Regions from separate parts of the Mus musculus genome. Here regions 2 and 3 are each linked to region 1. The links are chromatin contacts, called in public Hi-C maps. All regions are on one chromosome and are shown on one strand. The core of a region is the stretch at or near the end of the contact, and the rest is flanking DNA. Distances in the headings are between cores, read along the strand shown. Region 1 holds the start of Zfp420 (zinc finger protein 420). Region 2 has its middle 21 kb from the start of Zfp382. Region 3 has its middle 17 kb from the start of Sipa1l3.

Region 1 (4,286 bases), core at 868-3,367:
GGGGGGTCTACTTCTTATCTGGACCTTTGAGGTAGGAAGACCCACCTTTAATCCAGATCTTTTGGGGTGGAAAGATCTGCCTCTAATTAGGGCCACACCTGGAAACCTACATTAAGGACATGGAAGAAGGACTCCTCCCTCTTTCCCTGCTTGTTCTCATCCTTGTCATTCCTTTCCTGGCATTAGAGTCAATTTCTTCCATATTCACCTGTGTGCCAAATTCTTATTTTGTCAAATCCTGAAAATTTTGCCATTATACACAGTCTTCTTAATGCCCACTTTGAATGTGTCTTCACTATTTATTTTTCATTACCAAGATAATGTGTAGATTTCTTCTTCTTGTAGAAAACTTGCTCCACATTCTAGGTAAAGCTGAGCTTCCCTTTGGCCTCCATTCCTGTAGCAGTTCCTTCCCGAGGTAGGCACTGCATTTGTCTTAGATACTCTCCTATTGCTGTGAGAAGACCCCATGACTAAGGCAACACAGGAAAATGAAGTGGAAAGTTCTGGTCTCTTTGTGACATGGATAGTTTTCTGGAAACTGTCTTATGGTTGTGCTGAAGCAGACATGTGGGAAGTTGTTTTGCTGAGAACAGACACGTGGTGTTTTTCTGGAAGCTACTTGGAAAGAAGGCATGTGATGTTTTGTTAGCAGATGCTTGAGAGAACATGTGATGTTTGAAAAGGGTATAAGTATAACCCAACAGACATAGGTGTTGGGTGACAGTGGGTCATCTTGCTATTCTTTGCTAGTCACCGTTTGTTGTGATTTCGTAGAGAGAAACACACCAAAGAACTTCCGGTGGCATTCCAGTGGCTTCTTGCTGCTTCTGTGGACTCTGGCCAATTTGGAAGAGCCTTGAGGTTTCTTCTGGATGGACGCAAGCCACTGCTATGGCTGATTCGTGAATATTGCTTACAAGTGAGTCGAGCTACCACTGCTGATTCCTGTGAATTGAACTGCCTGCTGCTATCCTGACAACAAAGACTGGGATTGCCCCAAAGAACTATTTCTAAACAGCCCACATCCTCCTCTGCCCTATTAACCTTTCCTTTCCACTGCCTCTGGTGGGTGGTAGGCTAGAAGGGAGGTTAAAGCATTTAAGCACACTTAAGTTGGTTTTGAAAAATACAAGCTTACTGGAAAAAAAAATATATATATATATATGAATGAGAGAGACAGAGTCTTTCTGTGTAACCCTGAGTATCCTAGACTTTGTTCTATAGACCAGACTGGCCTCAAATTCAGAGATTCACCTAACTCTGCCTCTGGGAGGAAAAAATACTTTTGTTTTTTCAAGACAGAGTTTCTCTGTATTGCCCTGGCTCTCCTAGAACTTGCTCTGTAGACCAGACTGGCCTTGAATTTAGAGATCTGCTGGCCTCTGCCTCCCAAGTGTTAGGATCAAAGGAGTGTGTCAGCCCTGCCTGGCTGAAAAAAAGAAAAAAACACTTTTAATTAGAGGCTTGCAGACAGTTTCAGAGGGTGAGTCTGTGGTCAACATGGTAGGAAATATGGCATCAGGCAGGCTCTGCCCTAGAGCAAGTAGGTGAGAACTCACATCTGATTCTAAGGCCTCACTTGGGCTTGAACCCTCAAAGCCCACCTACAGAGGTACACCCCTGCAACAAGGCCACATCTCCTAACTGAGAACCAACATCCAAATATATGAGCCTGTGGGGGCCATTCTCCTTCAAACCAATGAAGTGGAAACTTAAGGGTTCTTTGAAAGTCGTTTGGAAGTGGATACAGGTGAAAGATAACACAGATCATCATGAGCAACTAGTCAATTATTCCAGAAATATGTAGTGACCCTTCACAAACAAACTACAGTGGCTGAATCTCTGTTGAGCAACCCCACATGTGGTATAAAATCTCATTACCACAGGTATAAATCACCTCACAAATATTGCGATTGGGGGGAGAGAGGGAGGAAAGAGGAGCGGTTTGGAAGGAGAGAGGGGGAAGGGAGGGGAGAGGTGGAAGGGAAAGAGGGAGGGGTGAGAGAGAAGGTGGAGGGGAGGGAGGGGGGGGCAGGCATTGGCCCCAGCCATTGGACTACATTTCCCAGAGCCACCGGGAGCAGAACGCCGTTTCCGTTTCCTGGCGAGAGTTCGGGGTACTTGCGTCACGAGAGGGTTGTGTCTGGAGGATCTCCTAAGCATCCCATAGAGCAGGCTGCCTGTAGTGGAGCCCGGCGCAGGAGGCGGGACCCTGAGCTTCCCTCGGAGGTGAGCGTGCTGAGGAACGTCTGGAGGACGTGTCTGTGGCATTAGGTGGCGGTGTCTCCCGTGTATACGCCACAAGCCTGTGCTTTTGGAGCCTGTTGCGACCCTTGGTTTGTGGTTGGCGTGCTGTGTGTGAATGAGTTGTGACACACAAGGGTGTGTGTGATTGTTGCTTATCTCACTAGAGATGTTTCTGGGACTGATGGTGTCGGCCCACGTGTATGGTGGAGAAACGGTGCTGTTATAGCGAGGTATTTAGATGTTTATGTCACTCTGAGGTTGTTGATGTACCTGGTATCCTGTGCATAACTGGCTTGCCTCGGAAGACATGTGTGATAGTGTCACTGAGATTACGATTGCTTGTTTCCGTCGCCTGTGACTTTTATAGTGTTCTCCCATTTGGGTGACTGTGTGAGTGCGTGTGTATGAATGTATGCGTGTGTGTTTATGTGTGTACGTGTGTGTATGTGTGTGACTGTAGGATGCTGTGTGCTGTACTCATGATTGTAAAGAAAGTAGAAGTTCACCCTTGTAAAAGAATGTCGCTGACAGTATTTGTCCCTGACAGAATGTTTGGTTATTGTACATGCTTGGGTCCTATATACGAGTTAGTGCTCCAACGGTGTAGCTCTGACAGTGTAAATTGTGACACTAGCAATGTGACTGTGGAAATTTTCTTGTTTCTACCTGTGATCCTTCCCTGATGTGGTAGGGTACAACGGTGAAATTTTGTTGGAATTCATGGGGGGTCCCCACCATGAATCTACCAAAGGATCCTGAGTTGCTTGTGACTTTGTCTCTCCCCAATTACTCCCAGAATGTAAAGACTTAACCCCTCTGTGGGGACGGAGGAAGAGGTTGTCTCTAATTCAGAGTATATGGCAAGAACAACATAGCATCTCATTTAACTTTTTTATTCTCAAAGTACAACACAGAAGAGGAAAAATGGCCATTGTCCATCTAGAAGGGAAGTTTGAGGTAAGCAGATATTTGTCTCCTCAACAGCCTTTATCATGTCAGAAAACGATCTTTGTTTTACTTTATTGTTGTTTTTGTGACTGTCTCCTACCCAAGTCTTCTCTTATAATGGAGGAACAAGGCAATTTATTTATTCCTATTTACTTATTTTTGAGGCAGGTCTCTGCCTGGTTTGAACCTCTTTATGTAGTACACACTGGCCTTGAAATCATAAAGACCCATCGTCCTCTTCCTTCCAAGTTCTGGGTTAAAGGCATGCATTAACTCAATGGCATTTGATGTTTATATTTTGAGAGTAATGAAAATGTGTAATTTGTAATAGATGTTTTCCAATACTGGATACATTTATAAAGAATGGATTTGATGCTCAAATTAAAAGAAAGAGCATTCTTGTACTATTTATGTAACTTTTGGGAGAATTTAGCTTTTGTTTCAGTTTTTTGTTTTGGTTTTGGTTTGGTTTGGTTTTCTTTTTGAGACAGGGTTTCTCTTTGCAGCCTTGGCTGTCCTAGAACTCACTCTGTGGACCTGGCTGGCCTTGAACTCAGAAATTCCCCTGCTTCTGCCCCCTGAGTGCTGACATTAAAGGCATGCGCCACAACCACCGAGGGTCTTAGCTTTTTTAATTTTTATATTTTCAGTACCATCTTGCTTTATAGCGCCAACTAGTCAAATTCTTACTTCAACCTTCAGTTTTGTTTTGTTTTTGTTTATTTAGTAAATGAAGTCTTCTATTTGTGTGCATTTGAGTGAATTTGCTCCATGTTGTATGCAGGTACCTGGGGAGTCCATAAGAGGGCACTAGAGCTTCCATTACAGGCAGGTGCGAGCTGCCAGATGTGGGCGCAGGGGAACGAAACTGGGATCCTCTGCCACTGCAGACTTCATTCTGTTCTGTTTTGGTTTTAGACAGGGTCTTGAGTCGCCCAGGTGAGGATCCTTGAACTCTTGGTCCTATTGTCTCTGCCTCTTAAGAGCTGAGAGAGGATAGGCCTATGGTCTGTTTTTTGTTGTTGTTGGTTTTTGGTTTTTTGGTTTTTTTAGCTATTGAGTGGAATTTTAAAATGAGAAATTAGACG
Region 2 (4,438 bases), core at 1,397-3,896, 280 kb after region 1:
TGCCCATGTGATCTGATAGTCACTTTTTGTCTTAGTCACTATTCTATTGCTGTGAAGACACACCAGACAAGAGAAACTCTGGAAAGGATATGATTGGGGCTAGATTACAGTTTCAGAGTCCATTATCATCATGGTGGAGAGCTTGGCAGCAGGCCATGATGCTTTAGAACTAGCAAAGAGCGAAGAGCTACATCTGGGATCTGCAAGCAGAAAGAGAGAAAAGAAAGGAGGGAGGGAGAGGGAGAGGGAGAGAGAGAGAGAGAGAGAGAGAGAGATTGAGAACCTGGACCTGGGTTCAAAACCCCACCACCAGTGACACATGTCCTTCAACAAGGCCATACCTCCTAATCCTTCTCAAATAGTGTCATTCCATGGCAACTAAGTGTTCAACTACAAGAGAAAAGTATGAACGATACATGCCATTCTTATTCAAACCACCACACTTTTCCTTGAATCAACAACTCACGCTACAAGACGGGCGTTGCATTTGACCCTAGTTGCAACACCTGTCCATCTAATAAGCCTTAAATGGCAGGCTTCGTGTCTGGGGGTGGGAGATTTAGAGAGCACACCTGTGTGAAATATAATGGGCCATGTGTTCTGTGGGGCATTTTTTGTTTGTTTTTCGAGACAGGGTTTCTCTGTATAGCCCTGGCTGTCCTGGAACTCACTTTGTAGACCAGGCTGGCCTCGAACTCAGAAATTCGCCTGCCTCTGCCTCCCAAGTGCTGGGATTAAAGGCGTGCGCTACCATGCCCTGCTCTGTGGGGCATTCTTTAAAGGAGAGCATAGTGGCTGACCAAAAACCTTTGCATGCCCATTAGTGTACATGCAATCATTGGGAATGGCATTAAGTAGTGGCCAGTGTGGTTTTGCCCTTGGTTTTGAGCAGTATTATTTGTGACATGCTACATGAATACATTTGGGGGACAGTGAAATGGCTTTGTCAAGCCTGAAGACCTGAGTTGGATCCCTGGGACCTGTACAATGGATGGAGAGAACTGACCCATGGATGTTGTCCTCTTGACTTCCAGGAACATGCCTGCACATATACATACACACAAATATAGTTAAAATTCTTTGTTTGAAAGGTCTATTCAGGCATGATAGCACACACCTTTAGTCCCAGCTCTCAGGAAGCAGAGGCAGATGGATCTTAGTGAGTTAGAGGCCAGCCTAGTCTACAAAGTGAGTTCCTGGACAGAGAAACCTCATCTTGGAACAACAAAAAAATGTAGGTGTATTCTGCATTCTTGATCATATTTTCTCCTGCAGCACACATCCTCTGAGATTCTTCTAATGTACTTTGAGGCAAGGGCACACTCAGCAGCCTAGGCTGCCCTCAAAATGCTTATCATTTTGCCTCAGAATCTCAAGTTATGGTTTGAATATAAATGTGTCCCGACAGGCTCCTGAGTCTATACCCTTGGTTCCTATCATATGCTGCATTTGGGGAGGGGGTTGTGAAACGTTGAAGACTTGTTTGAAACTAAGTGAGTCGAAAAGAGAAACGGTCTTCAGAGAGCATGCCACCATCCCTCAGATCTTGCTGTTCAGCCGCTGAGTGTGTGTTGGAGTGAGTTGTGGGAGGAACGGATGACAGGAGCTCAGCAAGATCTACCACCATCTTTCTTTCTACAAAAGCTTACCGCCGTCCCAGCTAGAAGGAGCATTTACAGAGCCAGGGTTCAAGACTGCAGGGCTAGGAAGGAAGGAGGCAGCAAAGCACAGGGTTTCTCTGTGTGGCCCTGGCGACCCTGGAACTCACTCTGTAGCCCAGGCTGGGCTAGAACTCAGAGATTGCCTGCCTCTGCCTCCCCAGTCCCGACCGGAATTTAAGGTGTGCACTACCATGCCAGACTTATTGGCAACCTTTTGAAAAAAAATGCAGATAGACAAAAATAAAAGGCCAAGTGTCATGATTCATTCCTTTAATCCCAGGACCTCAGAGGCAGAGAGTTGTAGATCTTTGTGTTTGAGACCTGTTTGGTTTATATCGGGAGATCCAGGACAACCAGAAGTACATAACTGAGAGACCAGTCTCAAAAAACAAAAATCAAAAATTGGCGTCGAGCTAGGCACTCATTCTACTGATACCTGGCTGTATTTACTCAGGCACCGGAGGCCAGGAGTCCCCGAGGAAAACAATCAATCCATGCTTCATTGGAAGGTGACTGTTTAATGTAAGCACCATTTTTAGTCTTCAGAGGCAAAAGCACACTCCTCAACAGACTCTAAACAAATTGGAAGTGCAGGAATGGAGCCCTGCCCCATGAACCCAGTCAGTATAATACTAAGTCAAGGCAGCAGCATCCTAACGATGGAGGACTTCAAATCCATCACAGCCCACATCACAAATCATGGAAGTCACTCAAAAGGCTCCTTGTCAGCGCAGGTACCCAAGCCCAGCCACGCATTTAATCATGGCCTCATCACACAAACGCCCGCAAGTAGGCACACACAAACGCGAACTCCACTTTGGAGTTCTGGTGCAAGCAAGCCAGACTCAGACCCAAAAATCAGAGGTTTGAACGTGGCCCGGTGGTCGGTGGGAAATGTAGTGCAAGGTCTGCAAAACCCGGATGTCAGGAAGGTGAGTGTGGCCAGCAACACCACCGACCCACCGCAAAGACCCCCGGGATAGAACGAGCGCGCCTCCCCGCGCAGGCGCACAGTTCTAACCAGCGGTCGGAGGTGATCCCAATGGGTCTGGGTGAAGTGGGCGGGTATTGAGCGAGCCCGGCTGGGCAAGCTGAAGGGGAAGGCTGGGTTAGGGTAGACAAAGAAGAAAAAACCCGGGGAGTACAGGGGGAGCCCAGGCAGTAGAGGCAGCGAGCGGAGAGAATGTAGCCAGGGCGGGAGCTGAGGGCGCGCCTCCCGGAGGGAAGGAGGGAAGCGAGCCCGGCCCGCGCCAGAGTTTTGGTTTGTTTGGATTCTTGCCCAGAAGACTCCACTTGTGTGTCTTTTTGAGTCTGTTCTGTATAGGACAGTTTTAGGAAACGATTGTTAACCCGAATGGTAAGGGGGAAACGAGTGTGTCTGCGATTTAAAGTGAGTCGATTTGTTTGACAGCTTAGGACTCTGGAGAGTGAACGGGATTGCAGTTGCCTTGGGGGCCTCTAGGATGTAGACTACAAGTGGTCAATACCATTTTGATTGAGTCGAATTTTGAAGTGTTTGTGTTCGAAGTCCATGAGGACTCGTGAAGTTGCTTATTATGTGACGCTAGTGGAGTACGTGAGAAAACTCGTCTTGGCTAGTTGGCATTGTTTAAACTTCCATAATAGTTGCTGTTTTATTTTCATGGGCAACTTAAAAAGTGTAATTGGGGGGCTGGTGAGATGGCTCAGTGGGTAAGAGCACCCGACTGCTCTTCCGAAGGTCAGGAGTTCAAATCCCAGCAACCACATGGTGGCTCACAACCATCCGTAACGAGATCTGATTCCCTCTTCTGGAGTGTCTGAAGACAGCTACAGTGTACTTACATATAATAAATAAATAAATCTTTAAAAAAAAAAAAAGTGTAATTGGCTGATTCCTTTTATTTTGTTTCGAGACAGGGTTTCTCTGTGTAGCCCTGACTGTCCTGGAACTCACTCTATTGACCAGGCTGGCCTCGAACTCAGAAATCCATCTGCCTCTGCACCCAGAGTGCGGGGACTAAGGACAAGTGCCACCACTCTCTGCTGATCTATTCATTATTTTATTTTACATTTTTTGGAATGGGAACTCACTGTGTAGCCCTAGTTGAGTTCGAATTAAAAGGGATCCATCTACTGCTGCCTCCAGAGTGTTGGGATTAAAGGTGTGTGCTGAGATTTTTGTTTTAATTATTTTTCTAAATTTATTTTATTCCTATGACTACACTGTAGCTGTCTTCAGACACACCAGAAGAGGGCTGTTACAGATGGCTGTGAGCCACCATGTAGTTGCTGAGACTTCAACTCAGGACCTCTGGAAGAGTAGTCAAGTGCTCTTAACCTCCGAGCCATCTCTCCAGCCCCTTAATTATTTTTAATGAAGAAAAATAAAAATTTGAGGGAGCATCACTGTAGATTGAGAAACCGCAGAGTGAATGATGACTAATATGTTAGAATAAGCAAAGCACCATTGAGAATTTACAGTTTAAAAAACCAATGGGGAGTGCAGCTCAGTGGTTAAGAGCACTTGCCTAACTTACACAAGTCCACTCTCACCCTCCCAGCTCAACCTTAGGGCCTCAGAAAAAAATTCTGCAAACCATTCTTAAGATACTTTTTAAAAAAACCAAAAAAATCAGATCAGTTTCATTTAGCTAATTAGACTTGAAGCTTTGGGGTGTGTGTGTGTGTGTGTGTGTGTGTGTGTTCCCTCAAGAGAACACCAGATGTCCTGGATGGATCTGCAGTTACTAGCTGCTGGGAACTGTCCACGGTGGTGCTAGGAACTGAACTCAGGT
Region 3 (4,323 bases), core at 581-3,080, 340 kb before region 1:
TTTAATCCCAGGACTTGGGAGGCAGAGGCAGTCAGGTCTCTGAGTTTGAGGCCTGCCTGAGCTACAAAGAAAGTTCCAGGACAGCCCAGGCTGTTAGAGAAATCCTGTCTCAAAAAAAAACAAAAAACAAAAAACAAAAAAAAAAAAACAAAAAAAAAAAAACAAAGCAAACCAAACAATCTCAATGATGAGCTGTGATATCTCAAAATGTAAATATGTTTCTGTTTCAGTTTACAATTTAATTAAAAGTATGAGACACCAACAACGGCAGGCAGTCATTTGTGGCATGGATTGTTATAACTAAAGGTTGGAAACTGCCCAATGTCTATTAACAAGCCAAATACACTGGCAGAAGGTCTGTAATTTACCGGGAAATTCACTAGGGAAGTGGAGGCAGGAGGACTGGGAGTTCCTTGGCTGCACTGCAAGGCTGATGCTTGCCTAGGCTACATGAGATAGCCCCTCCCCCCATACACACAGGACCAATAGTTATTAATAGGAATTTGGGTGAAGGGTCAGGCATATACTCTGCAACTGGCAACTGTTATAAAATGAAGTATAGCTCTATATATTAATATGAGCTCATCTCTAGATAGAGTGAGAATGTATGTATACTGTGTACAGACATATGTAGAATATGTATTATACTCCGATATGCACAGGACACCTTTAGAGGGATACAGAAAGGATAGAACCAGGTCAGTGTTATGAAGAGGAAACAGGACAGGTAGCCAGCTGTGAGATGGTGACGCTTTGCTCCTATGGCCCTTGGTATCCCAATAGTCTTTCCATGTTCGTCTTAAAAGCTAAGGGGGGATAAGAGCTAACTCACATAGTACCTTCGGAAGAACTAAATGGGGTCTAGGGAGATAGCTCAGAGGTCAAGAGCACATACTCTTGGACCTCTGACATGGGACCAGTCTCCTGAACCCATGTTAAACAGTTCACAAATACCTGTAATTCAGGTTCCAGGGGATCTGACACCCTCTACCGGCCACCTTCCAGGGCACCTGCACTCATGTGCACATGCCCCCTCCCAACACATACACAGAATTAAAAAAGAAAGAAAGAAAACAGTATTATGTAAAATGCCTGGTCAGTTCTCTGTGGCCGGTGCTATTTATATTTGTGACTAGGTGCTACTATTCCCAGTTATCTGAGCTACCTCGTCTATTCACTGGAAACTAGCCCACCATATTAAAGTATGTTTGTCAGCCATAACGAAAGTTAAAGTGCATTCTAGCCTATTGAATCTGCCCAAAGTCCAAGAGTCATGCTCTCAGAAGACCACGTGGACAAGTTTCAGCTCCATAGCTGTAATGCCATTCAAAGAACAGAATAAGCCAAGGTGGCCTCTCTAGTTTATAGGCAGTGAATGAGGCCCTTCTGGTCCCAGCTGGACTACCTGCACGCCTGTCCCCAAATGTGAGGCCTGCCTGGAAGGCAAGGCCTTCTAATTCATTCAGGGTCTGCCAGCAAAGCACAGGATGCATACCCTCCCCCTTTTGGGTGCTCGCTCCTTGTTAAGTACACTCACAGCAGCCAGCTCCCCGAAAGACTGAGGCAGGAGGACCACCTGAGTGTGCACACATACCAGCAAGCACACCATGGGATTTAAGTTTGAAACAGTTAAAGACTGAAGAAGAAAAAAATGTAATAACCTATCACTCCAATTGTCCCATTGTTAACTTTGTGACCGTTTGTTGATGTCTCCTTTGCCTGCTAAACTGTAAAGTCTAGGAAGCAAGAAGTCTGTTATCTCATATGCTGTTAGATTCTATGAAGCCAAGGAGTGCCCAGAGGCATGCAGTGTGGTGGAGTAGACTGCCCCCTGCAGGCAGGTCTCTCATAAGGCAGGGCTCATAGGCCACCTGCTTTTCCTCAGATACAGTCTGTGTATTGGATCTAAGGAAAATTAAAAGAAACAAACAAACAACCTGCCCCCCCCACACACACACACAAACACAGAGACCTGGGTTTTCTCTGCAGACATCAGGAAAATAGCATATCTTAGTCTCATAATCACTCTGACTACAGACTGAGTGCTACCAATAAATCATTTCTGAGTTATCAAGCTGTCAGTCACTACCATTGGAACCAAGTCCTCCAGAACTCATTCCAGACTCATTCTTAGGGATCAGCCTTGAGTCTAAGGATGAAGTTGGGAAGGGCTTAGGGGAGGGGTTTTCTCTGGTTCATCCTGATGAATGAGCTCAAGGAAGGACTGACAGAAAACACAAACCTTAGTGAAGACTCATTTGTGTTCCCTCCACCCCCAAATCCCAGCAGTGATAACCCAAAGGATCCCAACTGTGAATTTTGTAGGCTGGTGAAGAAAAGGGGGGACTCAATGGGTATACTGAGAACAATAGGAGCTACTGGCAGGGACTGCAAAATTTCCACACATGATATCATCTCTGGTTCTGGGGAGTAAGGAGGACCGAGTGAGGTAAATTGTGGGTCTGATGAGCAGTAGTGAGCTAGCAGAGCCTCCCTATCTCTGATACAGGTGAGTTCAGAACTGTGCATTGGCTCTTACATCTTGATTTGAGGGTTGGGGATAGGGTCAGTCACATAATAGTCCTGGCTGGCATGCCCCTTTCTGTTTAACCCAGGATAGCCTCGACCCCAATCATTATCTGGTTCTCCTGCCTCAGCCACCCAAGAACTGGAACTGCAGGTAGTCTTGAACACACGTCCTTCCTTCTCCGAACAGATTCCCACTCACTCTACATAAATGTCCTGCCTGCGGCTTCCTCTCTGCAGACACAGGGCTTAGCCACACTGGAGGGGAGATTCTGCTGACTCTGCTTCTAAAGGCCCATGCCGTTTCTCACAGCAAACTCCAACAGCTTTCTAAGCAAATGGCCCTCCATGCTAGTGTGCAAGAGATCAGTTAGAGAGCTTGTTAAAAGCCAGGTTATCACTGGGTCTTATATAGGAGTTTACAATGCAGTAGGGCTGGGTTTGGTCCACGACAATTTGCCCTTCCTTCCTTCTCTTCTGCTCCCCCTTTCTTCCTCATTTTTGGGGGGGTTTGGGGAGCACTGAGATAGGGTATCTCTACACAGTCCTAGCTGTCATGGAGCTCAGAATATAGAGGAGGAATTCAGAGAGATCAAATTCAGAGAGATTTGCCTGCCTCTGTCCCCAGAGTGCTGAGATTCTAGGTGTGGGCCACTGCCTCAGGCTAAAAGGACTTGTACTAAGCAATCTAATAAGTTCCTAAAACACTGCCGAGCAGCAGGGCTGGAATAACACCCTGGGAAACATCCTCTCTCAGAGACTGGGTCCTTCCCACAGCAGTCATGGTTGGCCTTCACTGCCCTCTGCTGGCCACGGTATAAATTTAGTCGTCATGTTTATAGAGCAACTGGGAGTATGAAGAAGGGAAGGGGAAGAAAAGAAAAAAAGCAAAAGGGAGGGGGAGGGGAGGAAGAGGGGATAAGCAGAACGGGGAAACGGAAAGGAGGAGATGAGATAGGAAAAGAAATGGAAACCCAAGGCCTCTTGGAGCCAATGGTGGCTGTCTGCTGCTTCAGAGTATGCATATCAAGGCTCTCTCGGGAATTCTGTCTAGTCCTCGGAACATTGAAGATAGAGCATGGTATAAAGCAGGCAAGATTGGCATTTTCATCTTACAAATGAGGAAAAGTGGGTTTAGAGATGAAGCTCTGTGGCAGAGCACACACTCTGCATCCACGAAGCCCCGGGTTCCATCCCTAGCACTGCATAAGCCAGGCATGACTGTCATCCCCAGCACTCAGGAGCTGTGAGCAGAGGAACCAGGAGGTGAAGCCATCCTCTGCTGTACAGGAAGTTCAAAGCCAGCCTAGGATATACAGGCTATCACACAACAAAGGGAGACAAAACCTAAACCTCGAGCCAAACTAAGCTCCACTCTCTTGGGTACCCGCAGGTCCGTAAGCCACCTTCCTAAGAAGGGCCAGGGGGAAACTAGGCCTGGATGGCGACTTCTAGGCTCATTCCTAAGTGGATTGATTTTTTGAAGCTTCTGAACGACACCATTCAACAAAGCAAGGTAAGGCACGGGTTTTTAGGGCATTAACATGTTATCGGTGGGCCTCTATACATCTTATGGTAATAGGCACTTCACAAAAGCTATATATGGTCCACAAAAGCAAGAACCAGGACAGACCATTGTTGTCACCTCAAAAGAAGGGGGCTACCAATTTCCAAATAACCGTACAGACGTAACAGTGAGGCACAGTGACGGTGGCACACAGACATTTGGGAGCATTGTCAGAGGAACCACCCTGTGTGAAGAGGAATTTCCTAGAAGGGAAGAGTGTCTTACTCGCT

The links. A called contact is a pair of places that touch in the nucleus more often than the background predicts.
Region 2: a contact with region 1 is called in a Hi-C map of embryonic stem cells, with 2.4 times the contacts expected there. The contact joins the enhancer-like site here to the promoter of Zfp420 in region 1. A contact is called at or near these places in 2 of 39 promoter capture datasets (cranial neural crest and liver), 3 of 484 Hi-C or Micro-C datasets (embryonic stem cells, liver and myocytes) and 3 of 9 other capture datasets (adipose tissue, liver and pancreatic islet).
Region 3: a Hi-C map of regulatory T cells shows a contact between it and region 1, with 3 times the contacts expected there. The contact joins the enhancer-like site here to the promoter of Zfp420 in region 1. A contact is called at or near these places in 2 of 39 promoter capture datasets (embryonic stem cells and liver), 2 of 484 Hi-C or Micro-C datasets (CD4 T cells and regulatory T cells) and 2 of 9 other capture datasets (adipose tissue and liver).

Annotation. Positions count from the first base shown.
Region 1 is chr7:29,857,862-29,862,147 of GRCm38.p6, forward strand. Zfp420 (zinc finger protein 420) reads left to right here and starts at 2,118. Exons shown (of 4, transcript NM_172740.2): 1 at 2,118-2,232; 2 at 3,155-3,207.
Region 2 is chr7:30,141,050-30,145,487 of GRCm38.p6, forward strand. No RefSeq gene overlaps it. Among named protein-coding and RNA genes, the nearest start is that of Zfp382, 21 kb to the left of the region's middle. Within about 2 kb of position 2,647, at least 161 of the 459 cell types and tissues checked have an H3K27ac peak or open chromatin away from gene starts, as enhancers often do. A contact at or near this core is called in adipose tissue, embryonic stem cells and pancreatic islet, where this site is marked.
Region 3 is chr7:29,520,576-29,524,898 of GRCm38.p6, forward strand. It overlaps 4932431P20Rik. Among named protein-coding and RNA genes, the nearest start is that of Sipa1l3, 17 kb to the left of the region's middle. Within about 2 kb of position 1,831, at least 6 of the 459 cell types and tissues checked have an H3K27ac peak or open chromatin away from gene starts, as enhancers often do. A contact at or near this core is called in regulatory T cells, where this site is marked.